4 separate regions of the Mus musculus genome follow, and all the other regions are linked to region 1. Evidence: chromatin contacts called from public Hi-C and HiChIP or PLAC-seq data. All regions are on one chromosome and are shown on one strand. The core of a region is the stretch at or near the end of the contact, and the rest is flanking DNA. Distances in the headings are between cores, read along the strand shown.

Evidence for each region. Hi-C and Micro-C count contacts between places; a contact is called where the count stands out from the background. HiChIP or PLAC-seq counts read pairs in DNA pulled down with a chosen protein or histone mark.
Region 2: a contact with region 1 is called in an H3K27ac HiChIP or PLAC-seq map of embryonic stem cells, with 5 times the contacts expected there. The contact joins the enhancer-like site here to the promoter of Ncf2 in region 1. A contact is called at or near these places in 5 of 39 promoter capture datasets (cranial neural crest, embryonic stem cells, hippocampal neurons and 2 more), 11 of 484 Hi-C or Micro-C datasets (the C2C12 cell line, the HL-1 cell line and embryonic stem cells), 11 of 115 datasets of contacts at active chromatin or transcription factors (embryonic stem cells, extraembryonic endoderm stem cells and pancreatic cancer cells) and 1 of 9 other capture datasets (embryonic stem cells).
Region 3: a contact with region 1 is called in an H3K27ac HiChIP or PLAC-seq map of embryonic stem cells, with 5 read pairs. The contact joins the enhancer-like site here to the promoter of Ncf2 in region 1. A contact is called at or near these places in 1 of 484 Hi-C or Micro-C datasets (nephron progenitors) and 3 of 115 datasets of contacts at active chromatin or transcription factors (all in embryonic stem cells).
Region 4: a Hi-C map of bone marrow-derived macrophages shows a contact between it and region 1, with 28 read pairs. The contact joins the enhancer-like site here to the promoter of Ncf2 in region 1. A contact is called at or near these places in 4 of 39 promoter capture datasets (the 3T3-L1 cell line, the C10 cell line and pre-B cells), 2 of 15 datasets of contacts at CTCF or cohesin (large pre-B cells and pro-B cells), 2 of 484 Hi-C or Micro-C datasets (bone marrow-derived macrophages and pre-B cells), 13 of 115 datasets of contacts at active chromatin or transcription factors (the HPC-7 cell line, bone marrow-derived macrophages, embryonic stem cells and 5 more) and 3 of 9 other capture datasets (embryonic stem cells, liver and pancreatic islet).

The regions. Positions count from the first base shown.
Region 1 is chr1:152,798,757-152,801,571 of GRCm38.p6, forward strand. It overlaps Ncf2 (neutrophil cytosolic factor 2), which reads left to right and starts at 1,397. Exons shown (of 16, transcript NM_010877.5): 1 at 1,397-1,757.
Region 2 is chr1:153,214,540-153,217,354 of GRCm38.p6, forward strand. No RefSeq gene overlaps it. Among named protein-coding and RNA genes, the nearest start is that of Lamc2, 30 kb to the left of the region's middle. Within about 2 kb of position 1,357, at least 6 of the 459 cell types and tissues checked have an H3K27ac peak or open chromatin away from gene starts, as enhancers often do. A contact at or near this core is called in embryonic stem cells, where this site is marked.
Region 3 is chr1:153,128,147-153,130,961 of GRCm38.p6, forward strand. It overlaps Lamc2 (laminin, gamma 2), which reads right to left. Exons shown (of 24, transcript NM_008485.3): 19 at 2,504-2,653; 20 at 1,890-2,004; 21 at 811-1,010. Among named protein-coding and RNA genes, the nearest start is that of Lamc2, 57 kb to the right of the region's middle. Within about 2 kb of position 1,340, at least 126 of the 459 cell types and tissues checked have an H3K27ac peak or open chromatin away from gene starts, as enhancers often do. A contact at or near this core is called in embryonic stem cells, where this site is marked.
Region 4 is chr1:152,524,012-152,526,826 of GRCm38.p6, forward strand. Rgl1 (ral guanine nucleotide dissociation stimulator,-like 1) reads right to left here. Exons shown (of 18, transcript NM_016846.4): 16 at 634-888. Among named protein-coding and RNA genes, the nearest start is that of Gm51749, 15 kb to the right of the region's middle. Within about 2 kb of position 1,425, at least 70 of the 459 cell types and tissues checked have an H3K27ac peak or open chromatin away from gene starts, as enhancers often do. A contact at or near this core is called in bone marrow-derived macrophages, extraembryonic endoderm stem cells, pro-B cells and 1 more, where this site is marked.

The DNA.
Region 1 (2,815 bases), core at 147-2,646:
CAAAAGATCACCAAGCAGCCCTTTGCGATGTAATAGCATTAGGGTCTCTTTATTACAAGCGCAGGCTTGGGCTCTCCTCCATCCCAATCCTGACACAGCAAGGACAGAAAGGGAAGGTGGAGCGGCCTCGAACCCTCAGCAGGACAAGTTTTTATAGAAAAATAGGAGCAAGGGAGGGGGTGAGGGAGAGGGTGTCCAGTCTGGCAAGCATCTAATAGAATGGCTATAAGCTGAGAGGTGGGTGCTCTGAAATAAGGCCGTATACAAATAGCCTGAAGGTACATCTGAAACAGTCAGACTAATCTTTGATTAACTATTGATAGGAAGTAGCCAGGAAGTGTCCTCTGGCCAAGGACAAGCCGTGTGGTCCTTCCTGGTACGTGGGTACAGTCCCAAGATGGGGTAGGTTTGGTCTCTCAGATGGCCAGTCTGGCCTACTGATCAAGTTCCAAGACAGACAGGCCTACAAAGAGAAACCCTGTATTGAAAATCCAAAACAAAAGGCAAGCTTGATGGCACACTAAATTGTAAGGGCTTAGACTTTGGCTGGAACTCAGAAGAGCCCTGGGAAAAACTGAGCTCGGGTGCTTCTCAGTCTCCTCTCTGCCACCTCCCCTGACCCCTGCTCTGGAGGGCAGAGCATGGCAGAACCTACCGCTCCCTCTCCTGACCCTAAATTCTGATTCTCCCCCCCACCCCCCAAGACAGGGTTTCTGGCTGTCCTAGAACACTCCGTAGACCAGGCTGGTCTCGAACTCAGAAATCCACCTGCCTCTGCCTCCCAAGTGCTGGGATTAAAGGCATGCACAACTACTGCCAGGCTTAAATTCTGATTCTTGAGAGCTAGAACTTCACAGGCCTTGCTGTGTGTCCATTGTATTCCAACCGGCTGGGAGTGTTTCGGTCCAAATGTGGGCCGTGCTTTTGCTGTGGTTCAGACAACAGATCCCAGAAAAGAGGAGGGAGCATGGATGCTTCACTTACTGTCATACGTTGGCAGACACATGCAGAATGACCACATGCTTTCAGCTGCTACAACAGAGGAATCAACAGAGAATCTTAGAGATTTCCATCTTACTAAATGTGGAAATGGTTGGGTTTCGAACTTGGGACAAATGGCTTAGGTGGCTATAGCATATCAAAGCAGAGCTGGCCACCAGCTTCTCTCTGTAATCCTCCACCCTCTACGTGTCACAGAGCCTCCTATCAGGCATACCCTGCCTCCTATCCTGAACTCTTGGGCCTTGAGGTCTGCTCTTCCCTACATAATCCAATCATTTCTGTAACCTGCTGTCTTTGTGCCTTTGGGCCTCCTGGCTGCTGTGCCTGGCTCCTCCCACTCCCTTCTTCCTCCCCTTCCCTCTCCCCACATAGCACAGCTCAGCCTGTTCCTGTCTATTCAGCACTCTCCCGGAGGTCCCTGACTCTGGCTGTGCTCTCTCTCCCACACAGCTATAATAAACTCTCTCCTCCACCATATCTGGGAACAGTCATGTTCCTTTTCCTTTCTTATTTCTTTTCTTTCTTTTTCTTTTTTTTTTTTCCCATTCAGAGTGTGTTTCTAACTCGTCACACTCTTCCTTTTCCTGTGATGACAAGGTCGGTGTGAAGCTTTGTGTTTCGAGCTTGACAGGATCTAGATGAGCCTCAGGTCACACCTCTGAGGGATCGTCTGCCTTAGGTTAACTGAGGTAGAGCATCTGCTATGAAAAGTGACCAGGACTTGGGTCCTCCCTGCATAAAGAGAAGAAGGCTACGTGAGTATGAGTTGGTCCCCTGCATCCTGACAGTGGGTGCCTTGTGACCAGCTGCTTCAGGGTCTGACACCATGATTTATCCACCATCATGGACTGTACCCTGGAGACTAGTGAGCCCAAATCAACCCTGCCTTCATTACGATGTTTCTGTCGGAGTGTTTTACCACAGCAAGAAAATTGACTACTTCACAGCTTCTCCTCCTGTGATATCAGAAACCACTTGGTCTCCAGTAGTCTTTAGCCTTAGATGTCCTCGGTGCGAGAGTCCTTGCCTGAGGAAGCAAGCCGAAGAAACTGCATATGCGATCCCAGCGCAATCATGAAAGAAACCACATAACGTTATCTGAAAGAGCCCCCCAGCACTGCGATGGGATAGCGTGTGGGGGTTCAGCATTCTGAAAGAATGCAGAACTGAAAAGGATGACTGTAGCCCCAAAGAGAGCTAAGATGTGTGGGGCGTGACACCATTTTATTAAAATGTCTTAGATCTGCCATATTTACTCAGAATGTTAGGTGCTAGGTTCTGTGGGAAACAAGGAAAGCAGAAGGGCGCTCCCTGCCTCTAGCACTTACAGCAGAGCCCCTGTGTTCAGGTGCTGGGATAGAGAATGAAGAGAAATGCAGAGGAAGGGAAATCAATCTCTGTGGCCTTCTCGGGGTCAGGGAGGGTTTCATGTCGGGTGTGAGACAAAACTGATTCTCTGAGGACAGGCAGGTGGGCTCTGGTTGCACAGGCCTGGAATTCTAGCTACTTAGGTTGTGGCGAATTCAAGCCAGACCTAGGCTGCAAAGCAAGTTCAAGGACAGTCTTGGAAACCTAGTGAGATCCTGTCTCAAAATCATTTTTTAAAAGCCGGGGAAGGGGCTGGAGTTGGAGGTCAACGGTAAAGTACTTGCACAACATGTGAGAGGCTCTGGGTTTGATCTTCAGTACCGGTGGGGTGGGGTGGGGTAGGCTGGGAGGATGGATAACAGTAAAGTCTTCAGAAAAACGTATGATGAGAATCCACATTTAGGGTCTCAATTGTTTATTTGGTTAATTACCCATTCAGCCAATC
Region 2 (2,815 bases), core at 107-2,606, 420 kb after region 1:
GGTCTTCACATATTCTCTGAGCGCGCTGAACGTGTAATCATGGAAATCATAGCCTCTTGAGGTTTTGCCTTCCGTGCTGGCTCAGCAGCCCAGAAGCTTGTAATCTGCCATCGGACAGCCCATCTCTCAGACAGTCCTGTTCAAGCTGAGCTTGTGCTTACTCGGCACTAACCTCACACAGAGACCATTGTCAGGAGGAAAGAGGCAATCCATGGACAGTCTGGGGGCAACTGGCAGAGAAGAGGTTAAGGAGAATGAGACAGCTATCTTAGAAGAGACTGAGTACCCAGGATGGCTCTGGAAAGCTTTACCACGACCAAAAACAACAAAGCAAATCGGAGAGTTGCGCTGAGTTACTGAAATGGTGGAGGATCTCAGAGTGGTGGTAGACAACATAGGGTGGGTCCCAGTGGCACCAGCTGAAAAGTACAAAATTGGCTTTTGTTGCTTGCATTGTGGGAAGACAGAAAGATGGCCATCAAAGGTAGAACCAGGCATCTTCGTGGAGCATCATTTAAGTTCATTTGGACATCCTCATGGGAAGTGACACAATAGGTTACATTTTTTAAAATTAAAATTACATCTATTTATGTATGTGTCTGTGTGTGGGGTGCATGTGTACAGAGGTAGAAAAGGATTTACAAAGATCCGTTCTCTCCTGATACCGTTGTGGGTCCCAGGGGTGGAACTCAGGATGCCAGACCTAACACTGCTAAGCACACACCAGCCCCAACGAACCTTCCTTTTTATTTTTATTTGTTTGTCTTTGATACAGGGTCTCACTGTGTATCCCTGGCCAGCCTAGAACTCCCTGTAGAGGCTAGGGTGACTTAGGATTTACAGTGTTCTGCCTGCCTTCCAAATTCTAGGATTAAAGGCATGCACTTGGCAAGGTTACATACATACATAAGAGCCTGTTGCCAAACTTTTAACAGATACAAACTACTCTGAGTTATACCTTTATGGCCTGTATTCATTCTAAGGCTTAGGAGAACACAACTAATCAGTTAAAATTTTACTGAAAATCATTCCCAAGAGTTAGGGGATCGGATCAGGCTACCGGAGGGACTCTGGCTACAATCCACAGATGTGAAGGGATGGATGTGGGTCTATGTCATCGTGTGCTGTGCCATTTGGTTCCCGTGGTTTTGTTTATCTCCTTTCAAATAAGAGTCAGTCTATGCTCACTCAGGTAGGGCTGTGGGTGCAGAATGTGGGTGGAGGGAGGGGAGAAAAGCTAGCAGTTGCAAGATGAGGCAAACAGTCACTTCCCTGCCGCTGAGAAGACCTCAGTAACTGCTGCCTTCCAGCCTAAGGGCCTCCCTGCAGGTGGAAATGACTTGACAGACAATCAAGGGATGCTTGAATGATGAACGCATGCTGAGGGCGGGCATGCTAACAGCCAGGCAGGCCCATAATGCTAGACTCAGGATGGACCAGACGGTTCCAACAGAGTAGGTGACTCCTTGACATCAGGCTCCACTGTCCTGAGGGAAGGGAAGAAGGAACTTCTGACAGAGAGGAGTTAAAGCAAAGACAAAGCCAAGTACCAAGTTTCTTGGGTTTGAACTTCCAATCCACGCATCCTTTGACTTTTGATTGCACTTTTGCTATCTGGCTTTCCTTTCAGAAGGATGCGTTTCACTTTTGCTTCGGTGACCTCAAGTCTTTTTTTTTTTTTTCCTTTTTTTATTAGGTATTTAGCTCATTTACATTTCCAATGCTATACCAAAAGTCCCCCATACCCACCCACCCCCACTCCCCTACCCACTCACTCCCCCTTTTTGGCCCTGGCGTTCCCCTGTACTGGGGCATATAAAGTTTGCATGTCCAATGGGCCTCTCTTGCCAGTGATGGCCGACTAGGCCATCTTTTGATACATATGCAGCTAGAGTCAAGAGCTCCGGGGTACTGGTTAGTTCATAATGTTGTTCCACCTATAGGGTTGCAGATCCCTTTAGCTCCTTGGGTACTTTCTCTAGCTTGTGGAACGTATACTTGTTCAGAACTAGTGCTGCCTCTGAGATAAATTGAGGTTTGGTCTGCTGCTATGTATTGTAATGCTAAATTCTGTACCAGAAGGTCTAGGCCCACCAGTGAATTCTTACTTTTACAAGCTTTTGTTGTGCAATCCACGTTCTTTGATTTAAAACTAATGGTTAAATAAAATTGGTTACAGCCGGTTCCTGGGGGAATTAAGGTGGGTGGGTTTTGAGTTACCTGTTGGATAAGAGAGACCAGGAGGAGGAGGAAAAAACAAGAGGAGAGGAGGAAGCGACATGAGGGGAGATGGACTGTGAGCACATGGCCAGGAGAAACAGCAAGTATCTAGGATACACTGCTGGGGAGGCAGCCAGGCCAGCAGTGAAAAGAGTAGATTAGGGGTGACATTCCCCTCCCCCCAGTAACTGTCAAAGCCAAATCAAATAACCATAGCCTGAGTCTCATTTATTTGTAAGCTAGTCAGGGTTAAGTTTAAATTGGATGAGCTACTTAGTAGAACTGCACCCCACCCCCAATACTGCTTATTGATTTAAAAAGTACCCGTAAAGACTCTAAAAAATTGTGTTTATCTGTGAGTGTGTGTGCCTGTGCAACTGCGCCTGTCAGTGACATTGCTCCTTGAGTCAGAAGGGGGTGGTGGACCCTTCGGAGCTGGAGTTAGAGACATTTGTGAGCTGCCCAATGAAGGTGTTCACAACTCTCTCCCCTGCAGCCTGGTCCTCAGGATGAAGCAGTGCGTGCTCCTAACTTCCGAGCCATCTCTCTACCCCCCCCCCCCCACTTGTTAATACTTCATTTAAATCTGCTTACA
Region 3 (2,815 bases), core at 90-2,589, 330 kb after region 1:
ATGTTTCTCAGAGGGAGAGAGCTTACCAGCACGAACAAAGACATGGTGGATGGAGTCTTTGCTTACACGCTTCTCTCAACTCAGAAGATGGCCTTATTTGAAAACTGACAGTTGCAGATGTAATTAGCTACAGTGAAGTTACACTGGACCCTTAATTCAGTGAGACTGATATCTTCTTATAAGATAAGACTGAGATATGAATATAGTGGCCAGCCTGGGCTACATAGTGAGATCATATCTTGAAGAAGATGAAGGAGAAGGAGAGGAAGATGGGGAGAAGAAGAAGAGAAGGGGAAAGAAGAAGGAGGAAGGAGGATAGAGAAAAGAAGAGATGATAGAGGACTCTGGGGATCACACAAGCAGGGAGTGGACGGATAAAGCTATGCACCAAGGAAGACCAGGATTGCCTGGCCTCCTCTGCAGCTGGCAAGAGGAAAGGAAGAATTCTCCCTGGAGCTGTCAGGAGAAGTGGAGCCCTGGGCGACTAGTTTCTCATCCTAACCTTCCGAACGGTGCAAAAGTCACTTCTATTTTTCTAAGTATTTTCTGATAGCAGCCTTAGAAATCTTCATAGTAAACAACTCTGGGTGTTCTCCACAGTGCTGTTCAAAGGAACATGGAATATGGTGTAATAGCTGCTAGCCAGTGATAGAATCCATCCAGCAGAAGGGTGGGCGTGTAGAGCAGGGCTGCTGTGCCCTCTCCAGGACTCTGAGCCATAGGGGCTGAACTGAGCTGAAACACTCTCTCTCTGGAACAGGGCTGTGTTGGGCACTGCCTGGGGCAGCCCGTATATCCATTTCTCTTTACCTGCTCTATCTCGCTGCTGATCTCCAGGGCCTCCCTAGCTGCGTTCTTTGCCCGTTGGGTGTCGGCAGTGGCGCTCCCCAGGGCCGTTTCTGCTTGCTGGGTCTTGTCACTGGCATCTGCAACCTTCTGGCTAATAGAGGAGAGTCTCTTCATGGCCTCTTCAGCCTCTGCTTTTCTGTCTTCAACCTGCAGATCAAACTCTAGAATGAAGAAAAAAAGAAGAGAAAAGAAAAAAAAAATTGCCACAGAGACAACTGAATGAGAGTGCCTGGTGTTCTGAGGAAAAATTCCTGAAAGGGACCGATTACTAGCTAGGGGTGAGATGCTGCAGCTGGGATTAGCCTTTCTTTCCCAAGAGAAAAAAATCTCAAAGGAGCCACTGAGGGAGCTGTCAGCTTGCCCTAGGTCCCCACCACTGCAAGGATATCAACATCCAAAGTAGACAAAGAACAGGTGACTCTCTTTAAAGACTGAAGATTTAAGTCCAAGCCTGAAGCCAAAGAGCAGAGTTGGGGTGTAGTCACAGAGAGTTGGGTGTGGTTGCAGAGTTGGGGTGTGGTTGCAGTAGGTATAGAGGAACTTTCTATGAAGAGAATCCTAAGTCTTTAGAAATGATTCCCTTTTGTTTGCTAGTGAATAATGCTGACTTTTAAACCAAGTATCTTCAAGATACACCTCAGACTCCCTGGGAGTCACAAGTCATTACCTCAGAGAAGGCATATTGGAAGCAACCAAGCCACCCAAGGAAAGGAGACTATCAACACAGTTGTGACATACTGGGTATGAAGGACCCTAGAGATCGCCTGGTCCCCTTAAGTAGGACACAGGGATCTAGAAAGGTCACGCAGAGAGCTTGAGCTGGTCCTAGGGTCCAGTGAGGATCAGAACTCAGGACTCCTAGCACTTAGGTGGAATGACTTCCACCACCTAGGTCAAGTACTAATGAGATCATCATTACCTTAGTAAGATAGTGACTAAGCATCTATTAATAACCCAAATACACCCACCATTTAAGGAGGCAAAGGAGCATTTAGATGAATCGTGACTGTCCCTTTAAATCTGGATCACACAGCACTAACCTCGGAGGTTCTTCAGGATGTTCTCAACTTCATAAAAAGTGGCATTGCCCATACTTAGCGCTTCTTGGGCTCTGTTTTTAGCAAGGTTGGCACGGGAAAGCAGCTGATCTGAAGTCTGTAAATAGAACAAGATCAGAATGAGTGCATTCCTGCTAGCAAAATCACCCTGACACAACTTTTCCGTGACACCAGAGTGCTGTGCTGTGACTCACCGCAGTCTAGGGGTGCTGGAGCAGAGCCCTCTAGTATCTGATCAGGAACAAACTTTGTAATATATGTCTTTTAGAGGAAAGTCTACAACTCTTTCCACCCTAAGGGGCAGGAATAGTTTTGCAAATCACAATCTTAAACACTAGCTAGTTCCTGAATCTAAGATAGACAGACTTGGACTAAAATGAGACCTACAAGACCTGGGTTCTCTTCCTAGGTTCAAATGCTGACTCAATGGGTGGGGTTAATTCCATCAAAATTCCAGTCTTGGTTACTCCCTCTGTAACCAGTGGCATCATGACCTTTGGAGGGTTTATGGTTGTGGCTCTGGCTATTTCCACCCATACAGTCGGCATTCAGTGCGTGCTTGCTTATTGGCTGAGCGAGCGGTTGACAGAAGGTACCTGTCTCCTATCCTTTCCAGTCTGTAAAAGCTGCCGTGTTTCTTTTTCCCAGTTCCCCAGATTGTTTCGCACACGCGTGAATGCATCCGTTTGTCTGGTCACCAGGTTTGAGAGAGAATCAGCCTTTTGTCTGATCCTCTTTGCTTCCACCTGTGGACACAAAGTTACAAATGAGTGTGACTGTCTGCTCACACGTCACCACACCTGCTTCAGGACCTACTGTCACCATTTGAAAATACTGGCAGCCTTAAGAAGCCAAGAAAGCAGACACTGGCCCTAACGTCCCAAAGCCTACCAGAAATGAGACAGGGT
Region 4 (2,815 bases), core at 175-2,674, 270 kb before region 1:
TCTTTTTAGTCGATGACGGGCCCTGCTGACTAAGGAATTTCATCACCTACCACAAGTTGACTTTACGCAGTTAAGGTTATCAGCATGAAAGGCTGGGTGTGTATTTAAGAAAGACGGCCATCATCAGAAGTAGCTTTGGAGTTTTCCTTGTCTGATGCCGTTTGTGTAAGAAGCACATGAGACTCAATCCCATTTACTGCTGAACTGTAGCTACTTCCTACCCAAACTGCACCTCCGCCATAATCACCCACTTCAGGAGCTCGGCTTGGTCCAGATGGCTTAGGGAGAAAGCTGAGTCACCAGGAACTACACTACTGAGAAGGCGTGTTAATTTAGTAGACAGTGCAATCGTAGGAAGAGTTCCAAGAAGGCGTGTGAAGCAAGGCACCCGCCCTGGACTACTGTCCCACCCACACTGAGCATCGTGAAACAGGACCCCAAATTGCATGAACAATTCATAAAATGTCAAAACTATGTCCTATATGCACATGTGCCACTAGATAAGCATACCACTAATCTGCGCCCAGGAAGACGCTGCTATTTTCCATGCTAGTCTTGTGTGCACGTGCAGACAGGTATGAGAAATGTGTGTCCGAACAGCTGACTGACCCTCCAGGCAGGACGGCCCCTTACCATGATGCTCTTGTACATGTTGCCATTGTTGTCTTCTACACTGATGCGGATGATGCAGGTGTCTTCGTTCTGCTGATTGTAAACAGGAGGCAGTACTGTGGAGGTAATGGATGTCACGGAGACGGAGCGCTTGTGGATTTTAGGATTGTTGTTGCACGTTGGAGGGGAGGACAGGGGGTTGATTAGGGACGACATCCCTGAGGAATTCGTGTCCATGGAATGGATGGAGGAACAGGAAGAGGAGGATTCAGAGAGCTGGAAGAATCAGAAAACAAAGCCATTGGAGCCTGGACCAAACATGCTTCACGTTTCAAAACAGAAGTAGATACAGAGACTGGTTGTTTCCTCCTCAATATCTCATGTCTCTGGTACACACACACACACACACACACACACACACACCCCGTGGGCTCATGTGACGATCAGTGACTCACTGGGAACTAATCATTCTGAATCTAAGAAAGGCACAGTGGACCTTTGATGGCCTGGTTTTAGTTGTCCGTATGAAGGCTAACCACGAGATGGCAGCAGATACCAGAATTTAAAGGCCGTACAGGCTGAGCTTACAGAAGCTGGGAAGCCATCCTCTTCTCACCCCCAACAGTTCTCAATGTGGCCATGGAGAACATTCTGTCCCCACTACTTCACATCCAGATTTTGTAGTAGGAGACAAATGTCTTCATGTTTAGAAGCATCTAAGATAAGGACTACTGCTTGTGTAGTTCTGCTGAGAGGGCCTCAGAGATCACCTGACCCCTTTGCCAAGTAGAGAAGCTGGAGGCCCAGAGAAAACACGGGGCCCCAGGTCCACCTACACAGTCTCACTCCTACCAGGACCAGAGCTCTCCAGCCCCTTTGCTGTGGTGTTCACACAGCAGGGGCACAGCAAGCACCAAGCCATCTGCAGCTATGATGAGTTAGCTGACTTGTGCTACAGCCTTGAAACCTTTAGTGCTGTGAGACTGTTAATGAGTTTTCATTTATCTTTCTCACTTGGGTCACAGCTGCCTTGCAGGGCAGGGGGAGGGAGGGGCACCCTAAAAACAGCATCATAACAATGCTGAGAGCACGACTCAGCAAAACAGATCACTTGCCTGGACAACGCAGCCTTTGAGTATCTCTTTAACAATCACTGGTAAGACCAGCAAGATACACTTTCACAATCTACATCGAGGCCATTTGAGAGATGTACGGCTGCAGTAATGTGCTTCTCTAAGTGACTGAATATTTAAAATTCAACTGATATTAATCACCAGACAAAGAGATGCTTTAAACTCACCGGGATGTATTCCTGACATAAAACCATTAAGCTGAACCATTTAAATATCAATTGTTACAGAAAAGTGTGTGTGTGTGTGATATTCGGAATGAGTTAAACTGGATTATATTATAATAATCCTATAAAACTCATTATTAATTTCTATATAATCTACCATTCCACAGATACAGATCAAGGAATTTAGCTTTCTGATAATGTGGCTTCTAAAAAAATAGGGCCTATGTTATCTGTAGTTTTTCAGGGCTGCTTCGTCCGATGGCATCCTATGTTAAGGACAATTCCACAGCAGGGGTGTTCTATTATGGCCAGCAAACCGCAATGCCAACTCTAATATGTAGTGTCTACAGTAGGACTGCCATGATATCGGTTAGCCATGTGCTGCTGCTGTTTGGAATTCTCCTTCTGTGCCCATGTGACTCAGCTTGAGCACTTACTCAGGGTGGATAATTTTAACAGCGTTATCTTGCCTGCAAGTCTATTAGCCAGGAAGGTCAGTTCTCCAAATGCTGCTTGAATGTTTTCACTTTCACCGTCCTATTTCCCTTGGGCTTTCCGTGATGCTAATAACACTTATAGTTGAGGGGGTAATGCGTTAGGATGGTGAGCTCACACGAGTTATAGAGACTATCCTCACAAGGATATAAGTGGTGTGGAACAAGCATAAAGGTAACTGTTTATAAGTGATGATCAGGCGCACGAAGAAGGAGGAATGCATATTACACTTTACTTCTAAAGAGAACAACCTCACGAGGGCGAGCAAGAGAGAGGCGTGGAAGAAGGAAGAAGGGAGAAGGAGCCTTGCGGGGAGCGCCTGTCTCTGCCTCCCCTTACGGCAGTGGCTCTGGGACTCCAGGTGGACATACACGCCTGGCTTTTTGTACTTTGGAGGAATCTCAACTCAGG